Linked DNA regions of Mus musculus: regions 1, 3, 4, 5, 6 and 7 are each linked to region 2. A link is a contact called in public ChIA-PET, HiChIP or PLAC-seq and promoter capture Hi-C data. All regions are on one chromosome and are shown on one strand. Each heading gives the region's core, a stretch centred on a gene start, on an enhancer-like site or on the middle of the called end of the contact. The rest is flanking DNA. Distances are from core to core; before and after follow the strand shown. Region 1 holds the start of Plekho1 (pleckstrin homology domain containing, family O member 1). Region 2 holds the start of Ctss (cathepsin S). Region 3 holds the start of Tnfaip8l2 (tumor necrosis factor, alpha-induced protein 8-like 2). Region 4 has its middle 13 kb from the start of Gm9054. Region 5 holds the start of Vps72 (vacuolar protein sorting 72). Region 6 overlaps Vps45 (vacuolar protein sorting 45). Region 7 has its middle 22 kb from the start of Anp32e.

The links. Promoter capture Hi-C pulls out the DNA fragments that hold promoters and counts their contacts. ChIA-PET counts read pairs in DNA pulled down with a chosen protein or histone mark. HiChIP or PLAC-seq counts read pairs in DNA pulled down with a chosen protein or histone mark. Capture Hi-C pulls out chosen DNA fragments and counts their contacts.
Region 1: a contact with region 2 is called in an H3K27ac HiChIP or PLAC-seq map of microglia, with 7 times the contacts expected there. The contact joins the promoter of Plekho1 here to the promoter of Ctss in region 2. A contact is called at or near these places in 1 of 39 promoter capture datasets (liver), 3 of 115 datasets of contacts at active chromatin or transcription factors (bone marrow-derived macrophages, microglia and pancreatic cancer cells) and 1 of 9 other capture datasets (adipose tissue).
Region 3: an RNA polymerase II ChIA-PET map of memory CD8 T cells shows a contact between it and region 2, with 7 read pairs. The contact joins the promoter of Tnfaip8l2 here to the promoter of Ctss in region 2. A contact is called at or near these places in 1 of 39 promoter capture datasets (the C10 cell line) and 2 of 115 datasets of contacts at active chromatin or transcription factors (embryonic stem cells and memory CD8 T cells).
Region 4: a promoter capture Hi-C map of hematopoietic stem and progenitor cells shows a contact between it and region 2, with 2.7 times the contacts expected there. The contact joins the enhancer-like site here to the promoter of Ctss in region 2. A contact is called at or near these places in 3 of 39 promoter capture datasets (hematopoietic stem and progenitor cells and liver), 1 of 484 Hi-C or Micro-C datasets (B cells), 1 of 115 datasets of contacts at active chromatin or transcription factors (microglia) and 1 of 9 other capture datasets (liver).
Region 5: a promoter capture Hi-C map of adipose tissue shows a contact between it and region 2. The contact joins the promoter of Vps72 here to the promoter of Ctss in region 2. A contact is called at or near these places in 1 of 115 datasets of contacts at active chromatin or transcription factors (microglia) and 1 of 9 other capture datasets (adipose tissue).
Region 6: a contact with region 2 is called in an RNA polymerase II ChIA-PET map of memory CD8 T cells, with 29 read pairs. The contact joins the enhancer-like site here to the promoter of Ctss in region 2. A contact is called at or near these places in 6 of 39 promoter capture datasets (cranial neural crest, frontonasal cranial neural crest, hematopoietic stem and progenitor cells and 3 more) and 2 of 115 datasets of contacts at active chromatin or transcription factors (embryonic stem cells and memory CD8 T cells).
Region 7: a contact with region 2 is called in an H3K27ac HiChIP or PLAC-seq map of microglia, with 8 times the contacts expected there. The contact joins the enhancer-like site here to the promoter of Ctss in region 2. A contact is called at or near these places in 6 of 39 promoter capture datasets (hippocampal neurons, liver, neutrophils and 2 more), 3 of 115 datasets of contacts at active chromatin or transcription factors (embryonic stem cells, memory CD8 T cells and microglia) and 1 of 9 other capture datasets (embryonic stem cells).

Annotation. Positions count from the first base shown.
Region 1 is chr3:95,994,512-95,997,322 of GRCm38.p6, forward strand. Plekho1 (pleckstrin homology domain containing, family O member 1) reads right to left here and starts at 1,328. Exons shown (of 6, transcript NM_023320.2): 1 at 1,260-1,328; 2 at 1,011-1,157. The coding sequence starts at 1,286.
Region 2 is chr3:95,525,487-95,528,255 of GRCm38.p6, forward strand. Ctss (cathepsin S) reads left to right here and starts at 1,300. Exons shown (of 8, transcript NM_021281.3): 1 at 1,300-1,439. The coding sequence starts at 1,414.
Region 3 is chr3:95,140,933-95,143,632 of GRCm38.p6, forward strand. Tnfaip8l2 (tumor necrosis factor, alpha-induced protein 8-like 2) reads right to left here and starts at 1,422. Exons shown (of 2, transcript NM_027206.3): 1 at 1,383-1,422.
Region 4 is chr3:95,971,650-95,974,349 of GRCm38.p6, forward strand. No RefSeq gene overlaps it. Among named protein-coding and RNA genes, the nearest start is that of Gm9054, 13 kb to the right of the region's middle. Within about 2 kb of position 1,397, at least 150 of the 459 cell types and tissues checked have an H3K27ac peak or open chromatin away from gene starts, as enhancers often do. A contact at or near this core is called in B cells, hematopoietic stem and progenitor cells and microglia, where this site is marked.
Region 5 is chr3:95,109,701-95,112,400 of GRCm38.p6, forward strand. It overlaps Vps72 (vacuolar protein sorting 72), which reads left to right and starts at 1,342. Exons shown (of 6, transcript NM_009336.2): 1 at 1,342-1,514. The coding sequence starts at 1,398.
Region 6 is chr3:96,030,839-96,033,692 of GRCm38.p6, forward strand. Vps45 (vacuolar protein sorting 45) reads right to left here. Exons shown (of 15, transcript NM_013841.3): 11 at 2,827-2,854; 12 at 1,941-2,048; 13 at 168-289. Among named protein-coding and RNA genes, the nearest start is that of Vps45, 26 kb to the right of the region's middle. Within about 2 kb of position 1,298, at least 81 of the 459 cell types and tissues checked have an H3K27ac peak or open chromatin away from gene starts, as enhancers often do. A contact at or near this core is called in hematopoietic stem and progenitor cells, memory CD8 T cells and pre-B cells, where this site is marked.
Region 7 is chr3:95,949,894-95,952,593 of GRCm38.p6, forward strand. No RefSeq gene overlaps it. Among named protein-coding and RNA genes, the nearest start is that of Anp32e, 22 kb to the left of the region's middle. Within about 2 kb of position 1,413, at least 443 of the 459 cell types and tissues checked have an H3K27ac peak or open chromatin away from gene starts, as enhancers often do. A contact at or near this core is called in embryonic stem cells, hippocampal neurons, liver and 5 more, where this site is marked.

The DNA of each region.
Region 1 (2,811 bases), core at 78-2,577, 470 kb after region 2:
TCTCCAGCTGCAAGTGTATCTGCTTCGACACCATAAAAGGCTTTATTTACCCAAATACAAGGGCAGAAAACAAGTGTCTAGTGACAAAAGCAGAACAGGTTAGAGCTAAGGGAGGGCTTCCCACTCGGTTGGTTTTGGGTGAGGGCAGGCAAGGGAGGAAGGGCCAGTCTGAAAGGGACAGGAACAGGCCACCATGATCAGACAGTCACAGGGAAGCAAGTTCAGTTTCTCAGCATTCTTGTTATTGAGTCAAGAGTTGGGGCTTCACAAAGGGGGAAGGGATCTGGATTCCACGACCTGGCTTTATATTCTGACCCCATGTGCCGGGCTGTGGTTTCCTGTAAAACTACAGAGCCAAAGCCATGGAGACACACACACAGGCGCTCACAGTCCTAACTCCATTCCCCCTGTCTACAAATAAAGATGGGCAGAATATGAGTTCCTTGAATTTTTTTTTTCTTTTTTCTTTTTACCCTTTAAGTGGAGTGGACGGTGAGGAACAAGCCTGGTTCAGGATGCTAGCTCCTACAAGAATCCGGCATTCACCGCTGCTCTACCCCTGGTCCCAGAGACTGCCTCCAAGTTGTGTTTTCTATGATTTAGGGAGACTGTGCTACTCAGGGGACCTACATATGCCCTCCTCCCTCCCAACCCCCGCAGGAACGGAGAGAGTGGTGGGCTGGGGTGGGGAAGACAGGAAGGATCGAGGGATACGAATACCAGTGTGTAACAAAAACAAACCCCACCAAAACCCCCAACCGTATTTTAGGGGGCCAGAATAGAGGGAGAGGCGGCGGATGTCAGAACTTCTGAGAAAGGTGTCCGCAAAGGCACATCAAATAAGTAAACTCCTAAACCCCACTCAGGTTCTCTCACTCGGGGGTGACTTTTTTCTGCAGACACAGGACTTTTGCGACCCCTGAACTTGCAGAGATGGAGGCGGGGCAAGCCGGAGAACTAGCCGCCGTGGGGACAGGGTCCCGACGGCTCGCGCAAGGGCGGGCGCCTACCTCCTTCTCGGAGACGTAGAGCTGGTCGCCTTTCAGCACCACATAGCGGTTTTTCCAAATCTCCCTGAAAATCCCTTTCCCGCAGAATTTCCGGACCCAGCCGACCTTCTCGGGCGCCGCAGACTGATGGTTTCCATCCGGAGGCCCCTGCCCGGGGCGAGACGAGGAGCGGCGGCTCAGACTGGTCTCTGCGCCCTCCCCGCCCCCCCCGCCAGCCCCAGCCCCATTGTCCGCGCGCCGCGCACTCACCCGCTTGCCGGAGCCGCTCTTCTTCATGGCGGGATCGGGCGGCCGCGCCCGCTGCTCGCTCGGCGGCTCGTGCTAGCCGCAGGCCGGGCCCCCGCTGCCCCCGCCGCCCCCGTCGCCCATGCCCGCCCCCGCCGCACCGGCCCCGGCCACCGCCGCTGACGTCGCGGGCTCCGAATGAAGGGCGGACCGCGGCGCCGCCGCCGTGCGCTCCCCGCCCCCCGCCTTTGTTTCCGACCCGGCACCCGGCGGAGGCGCGAGCGGATAACCGGGAGGCGCGGCGGTGGGGGCGGGCCCGAGGCGTGGCGAGCGGGATGGAGCGGAGGCGCCGTGGGAGAGCGGCCGCCTCGGACCCGCAGACTCCGGCTGGCGGAGCCCCGGGAGTCTCCACTCTCGACCTACTGCCGGGCGGACGTGAGCGCCCCGCGAGGCCTGCGGTAAACACGCGTGCAGCGGCGGGGAGGCCCGGAGGACGCTCGGACCGCGAGCTCTTCTGAGTCCTGTGTTTCTGATGTGGCTTGGAGGGAGCCCAAGTTTGAGCGCGGCTTTCCTCACCACTCCTGGGTCTCTGTTCCCCTACCTGGTAAAAGGAGGATCAGCTGACCCATGAAAGCCCGCGAGGACCCAACTGTGTCTTTTAGGTTCAATTACTACCAGACAGTAAGCTAATAAACCTGGTGTATGGTAAACACAACCACCACGAATGAGTAAAGCCCAGAGCAGGGGAATTATTTTTTCCCAGAGACGTCCAAGATGAAGTGTTGGTAAGTTTGTGGTTTGAGGAGTGGAGGATGTTTGGGCTTTTTGGGAGAGAATTTATCAAGAAAGATACCTCTTCTTAGACCCACCGTGCTTCCCAGTCCTGCAATCTCACTAGCCATATAATTGACTTCTATTTCAGGTGGATACAGAACTTTATGCTTTCAAAATGCTCTTATATTGGCACTTTAGAATGTCGAGTACCATTTTGTAAGGCATATAAGAGTGAGGATATTATCCCTTGGGAAAAGATCAGTCCAGCACAGGGAACCATTTGTCATGCTCAAACTGACACACTGCTGTTACATGAGTTAGCATAGAGGTTTTCTAACCCGGGTCTGCCTTTTAGACTTTGTACACGTGTACACAGCACACTTTGCAGACTACCCCCTACACACACAGCACACTTTACAGACTATCTCCTCCTCATCTCTGTTTGGTACTGGCCTGTTTAAAGGGCAAAGAAATGACTGAGAAAGGCTTTAGGAGGGAGCCTATGTACTAGCATGAGGGCACAGCTGAGGGAATGAGCTTTTGGGAACTTGTTGGCTGAGCAGGTAAGAATGCTTTGGATTATTTTGTCTTTATTTTTTAATAAGACAAGGTCTTTTTTGTTTGTTTGTTTGTTTTGGTTTTGGTTTTTTTCCTAGACAGGGTTTCTCTGTGTAGCCATGACTGTCCTGGAACTCACTCTGTAGGCCAGGCCATCACTGCTGGGCTTATGACAAGGTCTTACACAGCCTACCTATGCTGCTTTCAGACTTGTTACATAGCCAAGGCTGGTCTTGGTCTACCG
Region 2 (2,769 bases), core at 50-2,549:
TGACACTGGTTCCCCCCCCCCCGACACACACACAATAATTGTAAAAATAGATAAACACTTGAAACATTTTCATATGAAACATATTACACATGAGATCTAGGAATTATTTCGAAATAATCTGGGAAATGGGAGCATAAATGAAACAAGTTGGCAGTTCCAGGAGATTATTGAAACAGGAGTTCCTCACCTCACTGCCTTCTTGTTTTGTATTTTGAGGACAAGGTTTTATGTAACCCAGGCTGGCCTGAGACTAGCACTATACCTGGCCAGATGTTCTATTTCAGCATTTTAAATTTTCAGTAAAAAAAAAAAATCAGTATAAGCAAAGTAAAAACAAACAAACAAACAAAGAAAAAAACCAATGGAGAACTGTGAGAAGGCAGGCGGAGTGTACGGCACCACCAGAGACTGCTAGCCAGAACAGTAAAAACAGGCCCTGCAGATCACCAAGAAAACCGATAAATACACTAGAAACATGAGCAAAATAATTGAAAATGCAATCCTCAGAAAACTCAGTGGTCAAAAACATGGGAGAGATGCCCATTTTCATTGGTGATTAATAAAGATTCAGGTTTAAAAACCAATAGTTCATTTTACCCCAGCTGTGCCTAGAAGACCACAGTGGCAGTTGGGTGTATATCCTGGTGTGAGTAAGTGTGTGTGTAACTGTATATGTGTGCATGTGGGTATAACTGTGTGATAACTGTGCTGTATATGTATAACTATGTGTGAGATTAACTGTGAATATGTGCATAATAACCATATGTATGGATGAATGTATGTGTATAACTGTGTGTGAATATGTGAGATAACCATGTGTGTATAATTGTATGTTTGTGAGAGATAACTATGTGATAGAACTGTGTGTATAAGTGTATGTGTATAACTCTGTGTGTGTGTGTGTGTGTGTGTGTGTGTGTGTTAAGATCCTTTGAACTAAAACAAAGGAACTGATGAGTGAGTATTAGACACAATAAGTCATACATGACTTGTGTTAAAGGATAAGACAGGGCTTCCTAGGGAATCATGTAGCAACCTGAGATTTGAGGCGCCTGATCCAAATGTCTTTATAACTAAATGTTTCCATCTCAGAACCGATGTGAATAAAATGGACCACCAAAATGACACAGGGTTGGAGGAAAACTTTGTCCTGTTCTCTGCTGAGGTCATTCTATTGATGGCCTCTACCATGGAGCCCTCTGGGCAGCTCATTACACACAAACTGTCCCAAGGTGAGAAGGAGAGGGCGGAGGCAGCTGTTCTCATAAGTCTTTAAATGAAACCGAAATGAAAGTTCACTTCCTCATTGTGGATGCTTCATGTGACAAGCTCCGATTTCTTTTTAGAGTCATTTCAAGCAGCCTCCTGCTGCCAGGGACATCTTTGGAGTGAGCACCACACTTCAGGATGACCATGAGGGCTCCTGGCCACGCTGCCATGTATGTACTGTCTGCTTCTTTTGTTTTCTTCATATATGGCCTTAAACATGCTCTATCTTTTCATCAGTCAGGCCGCTGGGATTTTAAATCTTTGCTTTCAGGAAGTAAGCTGAAAACAAAAATCATGCCGCCCATTCGCCTCTTGTTTTTCTGATTAGGGAGAGTCTGTTTGAGAGATTCTTGTTGGCTTAACTGTGTGATAACTGTGTTGTATGTGGATGCGGTGAGATTTAAACCTGGGCTCCTGTGAAGCATGAGCTGAAGGCTCACACCATTTAAAAAATTCAGTTTCAGCCGAGGAGTGGCGCTTCACCCCTTTAATCCCAGCACTCCGAAGGCAGAGGCAGGCAGATCTCTGAGTTTGAGGCCAGCTACAGCCAGGGATACACAGAGAAACACTATCTCAAAAAACTAAAATAATAATAACAACAACAAAAACAATAATAATAAATCCAGTTTCAGGCAACTACTGAATTTCTGTTAAATATAGGAACGGAGCGGGCATCAGCTGTGTTTTTTAGAGGCTGGGCCTCACCTCTTAAATTTGGCGGCCTTAGAACTCGATATGAAGACCAGGCTGGCCTCAAACTTACAGTGCTCCTCCTGCCTCACCTCTGCCTCCTGAGTGCTGGGATCACAAGCGTGGGCCACCACACCTGGTGAGAAGCCTGTTTGGGGTATCTCCTCTGAAACAGATATTTGATTTGTTGGGGAGAAATGTGAAAAAGGAAAATAACCCAAGGGTGTACAAATCTAAGAGCTGGGTTGTCCTTTAGCTTCTCTGAAGGCGAGCACGGTTATTTGAGAGAGAAGGTTGAGCTGCTTGGTTGTTTGTATTACTTTGGTGTTCACGCTCAGGCCAAGGGTCTCACCCATACTAGACGAGTGTCAGACGTGGCGCTGCATCCCCAGCCTTCTCTGTGTTGCCTGGACAGGCCTGGAACTCCCTGTTGACAGTCCTCCTGCGTTGGCTTCTGAAGATGGGACTATAGGTATCCACCATTGTACCTGGCTTAGTTTTGAAATTAAATTTTAACCAATTTAAGAGAGGAGAGTAACTATACATATTAATGAGGTGCTATGTAGTGTTGCCATACACCCCCCACCCCACCCACCCACACACTATGTTGTGGTGATTTAATTTTTTTATTATTTTTGGTTTTTCGAGACAGGGTTTCTCTGTGCAGTCCTGGCTGTCCTGGCGCTCACTCTGTAGACCAGGCTGGCCTCAAACTCAGAAATCCACCTGCCTCTGCCTCCCAAGTGATGGGATTTCAGGGATGTGCCACCACTGCCCGGCCAGTGATTTAAATATTGAAATGGCCACTTA
Region 3 (2,700 bases), core at 172-2,671, 380 kb before region 2:
TCTCCAGAATCTTAAATAGAACACTTGGCTTTTTTTTTTTTAAAGAACCTACTGTGTGCCAAGTGTTTGATATTAACTGTCTTGGTTTACCAACTTCATATGGGTGACAAGCCCTGTTTTACAGAGAGAAATCTCAGACTGAAGGACTCTTTTTTGTTGTTTTTGTTTTTTCAAGACAAAAGTTTCTCTGTATAACCCTGGCTGTCCTAGAACTCGCTCTGTAGACCAGGGTGGCCTTGAACTGAGATCTGCCTGCCTCTGCCTCCTAAGTGATGGGATTAAAGGCATGTGCCACCACCTCTGGGCAAAGCTAAGAGATCTTAAGCAACTTGGCCTAGTAAGTATGAAAACAGGCTTCAAGGAGTGGGACAACACTCTCAGACAACAGATGCTCACAGTCACCTATAACTTTAGCTCCAGGGAGACCCAACACCTCTGGCCTCTACTCACACATATACATAATAAATAACAGACACAAATTATGAGAAAAAATAGGCTACAAGTCAAATAACCCCTCCACATTCGCCCTCCAACAAGGAGGGCGCTCTTTTGAAGGGTGGCTGCGGCAGCAGGTAGTGGTCTCAGGCTGGCTAGGCTGAGCAGAGCGAGGCCTTCTTGGTGGTATATCCTGTGCCTACGGACAGGGTCTTCTCACCATGGGCCTTGACTGTGCTTCTTCTGGTTGTTTTGCTTCTTACTTCCCCCTCCCCGGCTCTGCAGGATGTGGCTGTGACCGCAATGAAGGAGCAACCTCACCCTCTCCCTCAAATGAAAATAGGAGTCCTCTCAGAGGGAGGACAGCCAGGGGGCTCTCTCCGGCAGCCGAATCACTCCAATGGGAACCTGCCATCTTGATTTGTTTCTGCCTTGCCCTGTGGATCTTTCACACTGGAGATGATTTTTCTATAGGGGCCCGCTTTCCTTCCCTACCTGCCCTCCTCTTACCCAGCTCTCTATTGCTCCCTTTGCCATCTCCAACTAGGTCCCCAGTCCTCCCAGGGTAGCTATGTCACTCGCTCTTTTTGTCCCAGCCTCTACGTGACCCTCATGAATCTCTAGCCTAGCAAAGGTTTCTTTCACTTTGCGTCACTGTACTTCCATGTCCGAAGATACTGTAGATCTCTAAATCTCTAGTCGTTACCCCATGTGCATCTCTGTCCCTCAGCTCTAGACTCAGCCACCATCCCAAGCCAGGTCTCACTCTCAGACAGCCTTGCCCCATCCACTAAATACACTAAAATGGTTCTGGGGAGAGAGGGGGAGACCCAAGAATTCTACAAGCGAGAGTTTCACAAGACAGAAAGAAAGGTGAAGGTGAAAGGGTCAGGATATCCTGTCAGTGTCACCCCGAAACCCACCCTCTGTCATTGCCAGACTCTCACCTGCCGTGTGCTGGGTGCCAGTCTGGCCTTGGATGTTTCTGAGAGCTCACAGAATGGAGAAGCTCCTAAGAGGCCCTTTGGTCTAGCCCCACCCCAGGCCCCGCCTATCTACTCTCCACCTCCGGTTCATCATCACTGTCACCAAGAAGTCCAGTGTCCCAAGAGCCACCTAGAAATAAGACAAAGGTCAAAAGGAATGGAATTCTGTAGGAAGCACCAACTCTGAAGTGGCAAGGACGGATTTACACACCTCCACCTAATAAAAGGTCTGCTTCTTTCTTGCTGCCTAATATTTTTGTGGTACTGAAAACCGTGCAGAGTCCAGATTTTAATGTGAGAGACAGTGAGGGAAGTACTGAAAGATCATCGAGTGGTGTAGTAGAACAGCATTATACAAGCATCTTCAGGCCCTAGAAGGTAAGATTGGCACAGACTGCCCCAGCCAGAGCAGGCAGGAGGTAGGTGCCAAGGTTAGGGCTGCTGAGCCATGCGTGACCAGCAGGTGTCAGCATCGAGCCAAAACGCTGGAGTACAGAGCTTAATAGCTTTAAAGGGCCTGATAAATGAGGGTAGACTCCAATGAGGCAAAACTACACCTTTAATCCCAGCATTCTGGAGGCAGAGACAATCCAATCTTTGAGTTCAAGGCCAGCCTGGTCTACAGAGTGAGCTCCAGGCCAGCCAGGGCTGCATAGTAAAATTCTTGTCTTGGAAAAACCACCCACAACTCCAGCTCCAGGAATTCCAGTGTTCTCTTCTGGCCTCCAGAGTCACCTGAATAAATCAGTACATGAACATACACTTGGGCACACACAGACACACAAATCTTTAAAGGAGTGAATTATATAGCTTTCTTCAGCACAGATTGAGAACCCAAAAAAAGGCCTTAGGATTCAGGGATTTAAAAACTGATTTGGGGGCTTCCAGAGACTGGAGTCAGCGACTCCATGGCTCAGTGACTCACTGATCTTCCAGATGTTCTGACTTTTATTCCCAGCACCTATATCTGGTGGTTCATAACCACTAGTTAGTTCCAGTGGATCTAATACCTTCTGGTCTCCTTGGATACCTACACACATGTAGAATACACATACATACAAACAATAAAAGTCTTTAAAAACATATTTAGTGTGTGCATGTGTGTAGACCAGAGAACAATTTATTTATTTATTTATTTCTCTCTCTCTTTCTTTCTTTCTTTCTTTCGGTTTTTTGAGACAGGGTTTCTCTGTATAGCCCTGACTGTCCTACTGTCCTGGAACTCACTCTGTAGACTAGGCTGGCCTCAAACTCAGAAATCTGCCTGCCTCTGCCTCCC
Region 4 (2,700 bases), core at 147-2,646, 450 kb after region 2:
GGTGTCTGTGCCTGTATGTGTCTGTGCATGTAAGAGCTCTCTCCCTAGGAGGCCAGAAGAAGGTGTTGGGTCCCCAGGTCACTGTGAGGCTCTCTGTGGGTGCTGGGAACTCAACCTGAGTCCTCCGAAAAGGTAGTATATGCTCTTAACCACTGAACCATCCTTCTAGCCTCAATACAGTTTTTAATGTGTCTTAGTAAATTGCTTGATAGAAGATTGTACATTCTTATTTAAACTCTTACCACAGTGCATAGCCAAGTCCATTTCCTGGTTGTCACACTTAGTTAGAAAGCTAAATTGAATGCAAAAGATATTGTTTTATGATAAAGTATGTGGTTATTATAATTATTATTAAGGATGAGCACGTTCTCATTTTATGATAATCTATTTGATTATTTTTATATCACATTTTAGGACTAAGCTTAATTTTTTTTTTCACTAAATCATTAGAATTCATCAAACTATTACTTTTTTCTTCTTTCTTAAAGGAACAGTGCTAGCCAGAACTGGTATTGTGTGCCTGTGACTCCCGAGGGTCGTGGGTTCCGACCATCCTCAGTTACAAAGTAAGGTAGAGCCAGCTTGGGTTACATGAACGTGACTGTCATACCGCACCGCCCCCATCTCCCCAAACAAACAAACAAACAAACAAACAAAAAACCAACGTTGGCATGCTTTTAAAATAACATCCCCTAAGGTGCTTATTTTCAACAGTCAAGTCTAATTTTTGAAACTTGTTGTTTGTGGAAAACATTGAGTTTCAGTTCTTCTTAGGCGTGCTGACGTCTTCCGGGTGTGCTCGCCCGGGCCAAGCTGTTCTTACCAAGCCGTTAAAGGAAGCATGGAGATACATTCTCTGTAAAAACTATGTGGGGTACGCTCAAGAAGTGTAGTAAAACAAGAAAAAAAAAGACCCTCAAAAAACAAACAAACAACAACAACAACAAAACAAATTTTGGGGAAACTGCATGTAGAGATATTTGTCAGTCTGGATCATTTTGGGTAGTAATGTCAACAGACTTGGTTAAAGGTGAAAAGATTTAAAGAAATTAAGTTGTTGAGGTGAAATTCACCCTCTAAAAGATTCCTATTTTTAAATTTTGGAAAGGGCGGGTAGACCACAGGCGCTTCTTATTTGGTTTTGAAGTTTTTGGTGCTTCTAGGCTCTGGGGAGCATCCTACTGATTTCCAGTGCTGAGACCTGGCTTAGCTTTTCCTTTCTCCCTCTTAATTAGTCCTGGTTTCTCTGAGGGGCGAGGCTTTCTCCAACAGCCGCAAGCGGGAACCTGGGGCACTTTAGACTTTTTCTTTCCTTGCGGTTTTACAGGGCCCCTCATTTGCCGCCGCCTCCGTCTGTCACCGCGAGCATCCAAGCGCAGAAAGGAAATGCGAAGCGAGACAGCTGTACGGGAGGCTTCGCCTTCTAAAGAAGTTGACAGACAAATGGCACAGGGGTCCCTGCTCTTGCCAGCTGAGGGCTTAGCTTCCAGAAAGCGCCCCTCTAGGGGAACAAGCGAGGCAGTGTGGGGCTGCTGAAAGGCCTCATTGAGGCCACAGCCCGAGGCTCTTGTAGCTCATTGTCTGGTATGCGGCGCCCTTCCGAAACCGCTCTCCACAGTTCTGCACCCCCCCAACACCCCCTAATCTCAGAAATCATCCCCCGCCCTCCGTTACACTTGGTGCTTCAAACGAAATTCTCAAAAGGTATTTGCTTTTGTTTGTTTCTGTTTTCTTGCGCCTTTGGGGGTCAAGCGATGGTTCCCACGCTCACTGGACTTAACTGCATGGAAGCTGGGGTCCCCGACGCTGCGCTTGTGAGAACCGATGTCTGGGCCGAGGCAGCAGTGGAGGGGAAGGCAACGCTTTAAAACCAATTCTGCTGGTTCCTTGGTTTTCTTGAAGATTCGTCTGGAGAGATTTAAATCTACACCAAAGACCAGCTTTCCCAAGATTTAAAGTTATTAACTTGGCATCAGTGCAGTGCTGAGCCATCCAGAGGCTCCGAGACTGTCTTCCTAGGGAATACACAGTGATCTGATAAAGGCTGGGGAAGCACAGTTACCTCTCGGGCATTAGTAGAGATTTTAGGATGTGTCAGACTTGAGAAACAATGTGGCCTGAGGCCCTGTGCTTTGAATTCAGAGCCTGGGAACACACTGACGAGTACTGAGCCTTACGCTAAAGCACAGGTTCTCAACCTGTGGGTCGCAGGGAAGACAGAGTAGTCAAACCTCCGAAAACCAAACTTTCCTATCTTCTCTGTCCTCTAGACTCTTTATCTTCTGATCTCCAGGTCTTCTCTCTCTCAGAACCCAGTCGCTGAAAAATGGCCTTCGGGGTTGAGACACTACTCAGCCGCAAAATTACAGTTAAGGGGTAGCAAGGAAAATAAGGTTATGGTTGGGGGTCACAGCAGCACGAGGAGCTGTGTTAAAGGGTCGCAGCAGTAGGAAGGCTGAGAACCACTGCTCTAAAGGGAGCTCCAAGTCCGGGAAGAGCACTTACTCCAGGTTACATAGAGCATTAGACTCTAAAAGGAGAGCCAGTCATTGGTGGTATTTGACTGGTTGAAGTTGCCTTGTGGCTGATAGAGGAAAATTCAAGCAAATACGTATGTGTTATGACCTGGACCAGCAAGCCTTCCTTCAGTGACACAGTTCTGAGAGAGAGGATCAGGAGATCAGAGGACAGAGGAGATAG
Region 5 (2,700 bases), core at 92-2,591, 420 kb before region 2:
GAAACAAAAATAAAACCAAAAAACAGTAAAAGAATGAATACCTTCTTCATTTAGTCTTTCATTGTTTACCTAAACCTAGCCTATTGCAGGCATTCACATTCGTAGTATAGACAGATACAATCCTTGGCCTCACTTGGGATGTACCTTTGTAGTAGAATGCTTTTCTAGAGTTCCTGAGACCTTGGGTTCCATTCCCAGCAAAGAGGGGGAAACACACACACACACACACACACACACACTCCAAAACAAAAACAAAAACAAACTCTTCCCTTAACCTAGTAGCATGAAACACGGAGAAGACCATAGCAGACCAGTCTATGAGACTGGCAAGCTTGGAGTACATAGAGAACCAGTCTCCAAAACCAAAACTCAGCAGATAGAGGAGCCTGCCATCAAGCCTGGTGACCTGACTTTGACCCCAGATTCCACACAGTAAACGTGGAGAGCCAGTTCCTGCACATTTGTCTTCTGACCTCCACACCAGTGCAGTGGTACATGCTCACACACATGAACACAAACACATAGTTAAAAAAAAAAGTCATACAATTTTTAAAAAGATTTATTTATTTATTTTATGTATATGAGTACACTGTAGCTGTCTTCAGAAACACCAGAAGAGGACATCAGATCCCATTACAGATGGTTGTGAGCCACCATGTGGTTGCTGGAAATTGAATTCACTCAGGATCTCTGAAAGAGCTGTCGGTGCCCTCTCCCAGTGTGTCTGAAGACAACAATAGTGTACTCATATTAAATAAATAAATAAGTACATACATACATACATACTTTTTTTTTTTGAGACAGCTTTTCTCTGTATAGCCCTGGCCGTCCTGGAACTCACTCTGTAGACCAGGCTGGCCTTGAGCTCAGAAATCCACCTGCCTCTGCCTCCCAAGAGCTGGGATTAAAGGCGTGCGCCACCACTGCCTAGCATAAATAAATCTTAAAAAAAAAAAAAAAGTAGGAGCGGAGAAGGGAAAGGAGTTTGCTATGAGGCAGGCCTACTTGGCGCACACCTTTAATTCCATCACCGGGAGGCAGAGGCAGGAAGATCTCTGAGTTCGAGGGCAGCTTGCTTTACACAGGTAGCTCCAGGCCAGCCAGGACTGTAAAGTGTGATCCTGTCTGTAGAAAAACAAACAAAATATCTAGGTAAGGAGGAGGAACCCTGGTACTGTGCCCTAGGCGCTGCCTATGAGTGGCCACAGCAGCCACCAGCCACAAAGAGACTTAAGGTGAAAATAACTAGGACCTCTCGACGCTCGGCTGCTTTTGCTTGCAGACGCTGAACTTCCGTCATTGACGGTCGCCCGCAGGTAATAGTGTCGAGTGCCGATCTGCGAGAACCCCGAGCTGGGCCAGGGGCTGAAGGCGGCAGCGCAGTCGCTGTAGGCGGTATGAGTTTGGCTGGGGGCCGGGCCCCACGGAAAACCGCTGGGAACCGGCTTTCTGGGCTCCTGGAAGCAGAGGAGGAAGATGAGTTCTACCAGACAACTTACGGGGGTTTCACCGAGGCAAGAGCCGGGCCCAGGAAGAGGGAAAGAGAGAGGCGAGGAGAAGGGAAAACCCTGGACAAAGAGGAAGGGGGCGGGGATTGAGAAAGGCTCGGAAAGGCGCTCCGGGCTGGACGGCGGAGTGGAGGGGACTTTGTGTGTGTGTGCGCGCGCGTGTGTATGTGCCTCTGTGTGCGTGTGTGTGTGCGCGCATGTGTGTTTGTGTCTGTGTCTTTGTCGGCTTTGCAATTTTCTTCGGAGTGTGTGTGTGTGTGTGTGTGTGTGTGTGTGTGTGTTTATCGGCTTTACAATTTTCTTGTACGCTCCTGGCTGGATGGCGGAGTCTGGAGGAGTGTGTGTGCGTATCAGTGTCTGTGTCTTTGTCGGCTTTGAAGTTTTCTCGTCCCGCTGCCGAGTTATTTACCAAAAGGAACCTGTCCAGAAACAAACTTAATTAGCACACTCTCCGCCGGGCGTGGTGGCGCACGCCTTTAATCCCAGCACTCGGGAGGCAGAGGCAGGCGGATTTCTGAGTTCGAGGCCAGCCTGGTCTACAAAGTGAGTTCCAGGACAGCCAGGGCTATACAGAGAAACCCTGTCTCGAAAAACCAAAAAAAAAAAAAACCAAAAAAAAAAAAAAAAAAACAAAAAAGTTAGCACACTCTCGTTTTCAGCTTTCAAATCATAGCTTACTGTTTTCTTAGGTGACCCTTTATCGACTAAGAGAATCCCCATTTATTTCCATCATAGAAACAAAATTTCAGTTTACAGTTAGATTTGGTTTATGTCTCATTTTCTGGTTGGTTTTAAGGTCTGTAACAGAATTCGGTCTTTTTTTTACAAACAAGGCTGACATTTGGCTAAATTTTTGTTAATAGAAGCTGTTCAGTGATTGAATATATGTTGTACAACCAGATCAGCATACTATATGTAATTAAATGGTTGTGGTGGATTCCTTGGAAACATTAAAAACTTCCCTGAGGATGGAAATATAGTTTGTAGCTCAGTAGTATATCACTAGCCTAGAAAATGAGTCCTAGATCCTGGATTACTGGCCCCTGGCAGTAAATAAAAACAAGCCCTACCTTGCAGGGCAACTGTCTGGGATCCTAGTCAGCTTAGATACTGTACGATAAAGACTTAAGTTCAAGATAACAGGTGAGAGGTTTGTGTTTTGTTTTTTAAATTGTATTATGTTTGTGTGTCT
Region 6 (2,854 bases), core at 48-2,547, 510 kb after region 2:
GATGTTTTTACAATCACAGGACTTCGGAACCCAGCTCTTAGTAGTGCCCACTGTCCCTACATGGCAGGTTGTTTCTCTAAGGCCAAGATCTGGATGTCTTGGGCACTTCCAGTTTCTCTGGCTTGTTCTGTGATCCTAGTTTTTATTTCTAATCTTTGTTACCTTACCTGTCTCTGAGTGTGCTGGGGCCTAAATAAGGATAGAGGTTTTCCTTAAGCCTTCCTTTGATGAGATGATCCAGGGTCTCATGCAGGAAAGGCTGGTGCTGTGTATACACATTTTCCACTCCCTAAAATATGGAAATGGTTCTCATGTTATTTGGGGAAGCTAGCAATATGACAGTAATGATACATCAGAAAAGGAACATATACTCAATGGAAGCCTTATGGGATAGAATCAAACTGGAACTGGATAGAAATCAAACAGACCCCAACAGGACATTTGTGTCTGTGTGTAAGTAAAGGTGTGGATGTGTGTGCACGCACATGGACGTCAGAGGTCAGCACTGGCTGCTCTCCTCAGTGCCTCTTCACCATCATCTCCGAGACAGGCTCTATTCTTGAACCCAGAGCTCTCAGGTTTGGTTAGACTGGCTGGCCAGAGAGCTTGAGGGGGTCCCCTCCCCCTTCTATGCACACACTTCAGCACTGTGGGGTACAGTTACACACCACTGTATTTGACTTTTATGTATTTGATGGGGATCTAAACTCCAGTTTGAGCAGCAATCACTTCACTGAGTGAACCATCTCCCCAGTCTAGAACTTTAGAATATGTAAAAATTATTTTAATTAGACAGAATTGTTCCAATCTTACAAAAGTACTAATTTTTTAAAAAAGTACTAAATTAAGGCTAGTTATTTTCAATATGGCTTCAATAAACTTTTCAAGGAATTTAAAAATCTGGAATCTTTTATCTTGTCTGAATCTCATTCTTTGTGAAACAAAAAGAAAGGCCTGTAGCAGAGTTGGTAAGCCATAGGGTAGAAGAACACCAGGAAACTCATGGAAAGCTAAGAACAGGCCAGGGGCCAGAGAAGCGGTGCCGCTGGTACAGTGCCCCCCACCCCACGAACACGGGGGGGCCGTCAGAAAAGCTTCCTACCAAGTAAAAAGCTGGCCTACGAGAGCCCCGTGAAGGCACTGTCAGCCTGGCAGACTCTAGAATTACCTGGTCCATGGACTTCTAGGCATGCCTGTAAGGAATTGCCTTGATTATGTTACCTCACATGGAAAGACCATCTTAACTGTGGCCAAGACTTCACTAGTGAGTGGAGAAAGTGAGCCACACTTATTGTTGTCCTCTGTCTGTGTGACTGACTTCCCAGCAACGGATGGTTGTGCTTTCTCTTGAATTTCCTTCAAAGAGAAGCTTGTGGGCTTGAGGTGCAGCTCAGTTGGCAGACTTTGTTTATCATGCATAGACCCTTGAATTCTATTCCCAGCACAGCATAAACTTGCTGTAGTGGTGTATACCCAGAACTTGGGAGCTGGACAAATTCAAGGTCATCCTTGGCTACATAGTGAGTTTGAAACCAGCCTGCCCTACATGAGACTCCTCAAAAACAAAACCAACCAACCAACCAAAAAACAGAAAAACCACAAACCACCAACACACACACACACACACACACACACACACACACAGAGAGAGAGAGAGAGAGAGAGAGAGAGAGAGAGAGAGTGAGCGCAAGCACTAGCTTAATACAGTTTAAATTACAAACACGGGAAAAAGAGCTGTGACTGGCAGAACTGTGCACACTTCCTGGAAGTGACCCGTCACTGCATCAGTCCCGCTCGGCTCCCTGGCAGTGCAGGCACACTACAGCACAGAGGCAGCGTTTCAAGAAATTGTCCTTTGTGGATTCACTGGGCGGACATAGCTCTACAATTCAGAATATACTGTTAGAATCATATCAGCCACACTCAGACTAAAGCTATACCTTCAGTCCTTTGAGAAACTGCTTGGTAATAGCCACAGCATCTTTGGGACTGAAGAGGTCACTTCCTCTAACCCGTTTACCACCATATTCAACAACTGCCGACACAAGCTATAAAAGAAAAAAAGAAGAAACAACTTTTTATTGCTTAGGTATCAGGAAGCTCATTTCATAAAAAATAACTTTATTAGGGCAATGAAGACACGAGAGGACGGAACTGTGCACCTTGTAAATAAACAGTATATGATGTATTTTTTGTTGGGGCTGAGACTATAACAGACGTGGCTTCTGTGGTTTGGGCTTACTATATAAATTTGGGATTGGGTTTTGTGCTATGCTGTGAGTGAGTGTTCTCTGAGCCAAGCAACTGCCATTAGGGAGCTCAGCTGTGCCCTTGCTAAAGACTCCTCTCTGCGGGCCTCTGTGACTGCGTGTGCCCCACCCACCAGATTATCCAGCTGCTCCTAACCACCTGTTGTATGCAACTCTGCCTTAATGGCATATGGCTTCAGGAAGGGGACACAGGGAGGGGGAACTAGAGAAGGGGAACACTATCTCTGCAGGATTGGGGGGGGCACGCATCCCTGCTGGGTAAAGGCTTTCCCAGGGAGAGGAGCACCCACACCCCTCACCTGTGCTTTGTCAGGAACTCCAATAAACTGTGGCAGAACCATGACTGGTTTTGTTCTTGGGATCATAGGAGGAGGGGGTAGACATTGCCTAAATCTCCCCCTGGGAAAGAATTTTAGCAACAGAGTAAGCACATGGCAGTAATCGTAGCATCTGGGAGGCTGAGTCAGGAGGACCTAAGGGTGAGGTTTCCCTAGGGCTGCAGAGTGAGACCATCTCTAGTACAATAAAATACACATAAGCACACTCATCAGGTTACCTTCCGATACTTCTCAGCAACACCTTTA
Region 7 (2,700 bases), core at 163-2,662, 420 kb after region 2:
CTGAGAATATTGAGTTAAATCCATCTTTGCAGCTCTGAGAATTATTTGTAGATTAGATTATTTTTCTGGATAAGATTAACAATGAGAATTTTAAAAAATTCGAATTCCAAGTGATTTTACAGATTTTTTATTAGATATTTTCTTTATATACATTTCAAATGCTATCCCGAAAGTTCCCTATACCCTCACCCCGCCCTGCTTCCCTACCCACCCACTTCCAATTCTTGGCCCTGACATTCCCCTGTACTGGGGCATATAAAGTTTGCAATACCAAGGGGCCTCTCTTCCCAGTGTTGGCCGACTAAGCCATCTTCTGCTACATATGCAGCTAGAGACACGAGCTCTGGGGATACTGGTTAGTTCATATTGTTGTTCCACCTATTGTTGCAGACCCCTTCAGCTCCTTGGGTGCTTTCTCTAGCTTCTCTATTGGGGGCACTCACTGATAAGTGGATATTAGCCCAGAAACATAGGACACCCAAGATACAATTTGCAAAACACAAGAAAATCAAGAAGAGGGAAGACCAATGGGTGGATACTTCACTCTTCCTTAGAGTAGGGAACAAAATACCCATGAAAGGAGTTACAGAGACAAAGTTTGGAGCTAAGATGAAAGGATGGACTATCCAGAGACTACCCCACCAGGGGATCCATCCCATAATCAGCCACCAAACCCAGGCACTATTGCATATGCCAGCAAGATTTTGCTGAAGGGACCCTGGTATAGCTGTATGAGGCTATGCCAGTGCCTGGCAAATACAGAAGTGGATGTTCACAGTCATCTATAAGATTTTACAGATTTTATTTTGTAATAAAGCTGTATATATCGGAATATGGGGTTCCCGGGCTGCAGTTCGCAGGAGGTGCTGCGCTAGACGCCAACTTTTAAGGAGACTCTTCTAAGGTCGCGTTTCCCACCGCGATCCCCGGGTCGAGCCAGCGTGCTGCCACGTATCGGGTCTTGATAGGCTTGAACAGGTCATGCCATTTATCTAAATGCTTTTGGAAGTCAGTCCTCTGCCGCAGTCCCTGGGCATATCCCGAGCTTCCAATCTTTATTTTCCGTTTTCTAATTGCTGCTACTACAGCAGAGCGCCCTGCTGGGGTCCGCCAAGAACAGGACTTAGGACAGAACTGCAAATCGAGCACTCGTTCCGGAGCTAGCGAAGGCGGATGTGACGTCAGATCGACTACGTCGGATGCACCTGCCAGGCCTGGGCTCCTGGGAGTGAGACACGGTTGCCCCAGGGGCTAAGGGACAGACTCGACCTGACCGAATCCCATCACAAGGACGCCTTTCTAAACTCCACTGGGCCGCAGCTCTGGTCACGAGGCTCGGCCTCACTCCACCACCCCCCCAACCCCCGCCCCATCCCTTGTCAGAGCTCCCGTGCATGCGCAGTCGCGCCGGAAGCACGGCTCTGGAGTTTCCGCATCACGGACCTCAGGGATCCTCTACGCTGTTCATTGTCCTTCGGGTCTCGCAACGTTTGCCTAATGATTCCCAATTTCAGTGTTGCATCATTCTAAAGCCTGATGTTGAAGACTATCGCCCAACCCTGGTTAGCCAGTAATCGGAAACAGCAACGTTATGTGTCTTCTAAAGAAATGAGGGCTAGTTTTGTTTTGTTGTTTTTGGTTTTTTTTCGAGACAGGGTTTCTCTGTGTAGCCCTGGCTGTCCTGAAACTCACTCTGTAGACCAGGCTGGCCTCGAACTCAGAAATCCGCCTGCCTCTGCCTCCCAAGTGCTAGGATTAAAGGCGTGCGCCACCACTGCCCGGTGAGGGCTAGTTTTTTTGTTTGTTTGTTTGTTTTAATTTAGATTTTATGTGTATGAATGTCTTGTGTGTGTGTGTGTGTGTGTGTGTATCACTCGTGTGCCTGGTGCCCTCGGAGGTATCAGATGCTTGGGAGCCTCTGGGGATTGGTCCTCTGTAAGAGCAGCCAGTGCTGGAACTCACGCTGTAGACCAGGCTAGCCTCGAACTCAGAAATCCGCCTGCCTCTGCCTCCTGAGTGCTGGGATTAAAGGCGTGCGCCACCACTGTCCAGCTTGTTTGTACACATTTTTCACTGACCTTGTCCTCAGGAGCTAACCCTCCTATCTATCCATCCCCTTTCCCTACTCCTGGAACTGCTGCTAATTGATAAAACTTAAAACTACATCAGTCAAGTTGAGCAGGTGCTGGGAGAAAGCACTGAAGAAAACCGACTCCGAGACTACACATAAAACAGGAAGACAGCAGGGCTTGGTGGCGCACGCCTTTAATCCCAGCACTTGGGAGGCAGAGGTAGGCGATTTTCTGAGTTCGAGGCCAGCCTGGTCTACAAAGTAAGTTCCAGGACAGAGAAATCCTGCTTCGAAAAAACAAACAAACAAAAAACACGAAGGCTCTTTCTTTACCGAACGAGTGATTCCAACAGAGAGACTTTGTAAAGGTCCATTACAGAGAGAGTTAGGACTTATTTTTCCGTCTTTTAGTCAATCACAGCTGAAGGTAGTTTGTCAAAAGTATCAAAGTAAAATCATCCTTAAATCCTTTTTATTAGAACCAACGAACCACTTTAGAATGTTTGCATCAGTTTGTTTTGTACAGTAGAAGTTTCTTTGGAGGTCTGAGAAACATGGAAAAGGTCTTGGACTGCAGGCCATCCTAGGCCACATAGCCAGTCCTATCCTCAAACAGACAAGGATGGAGC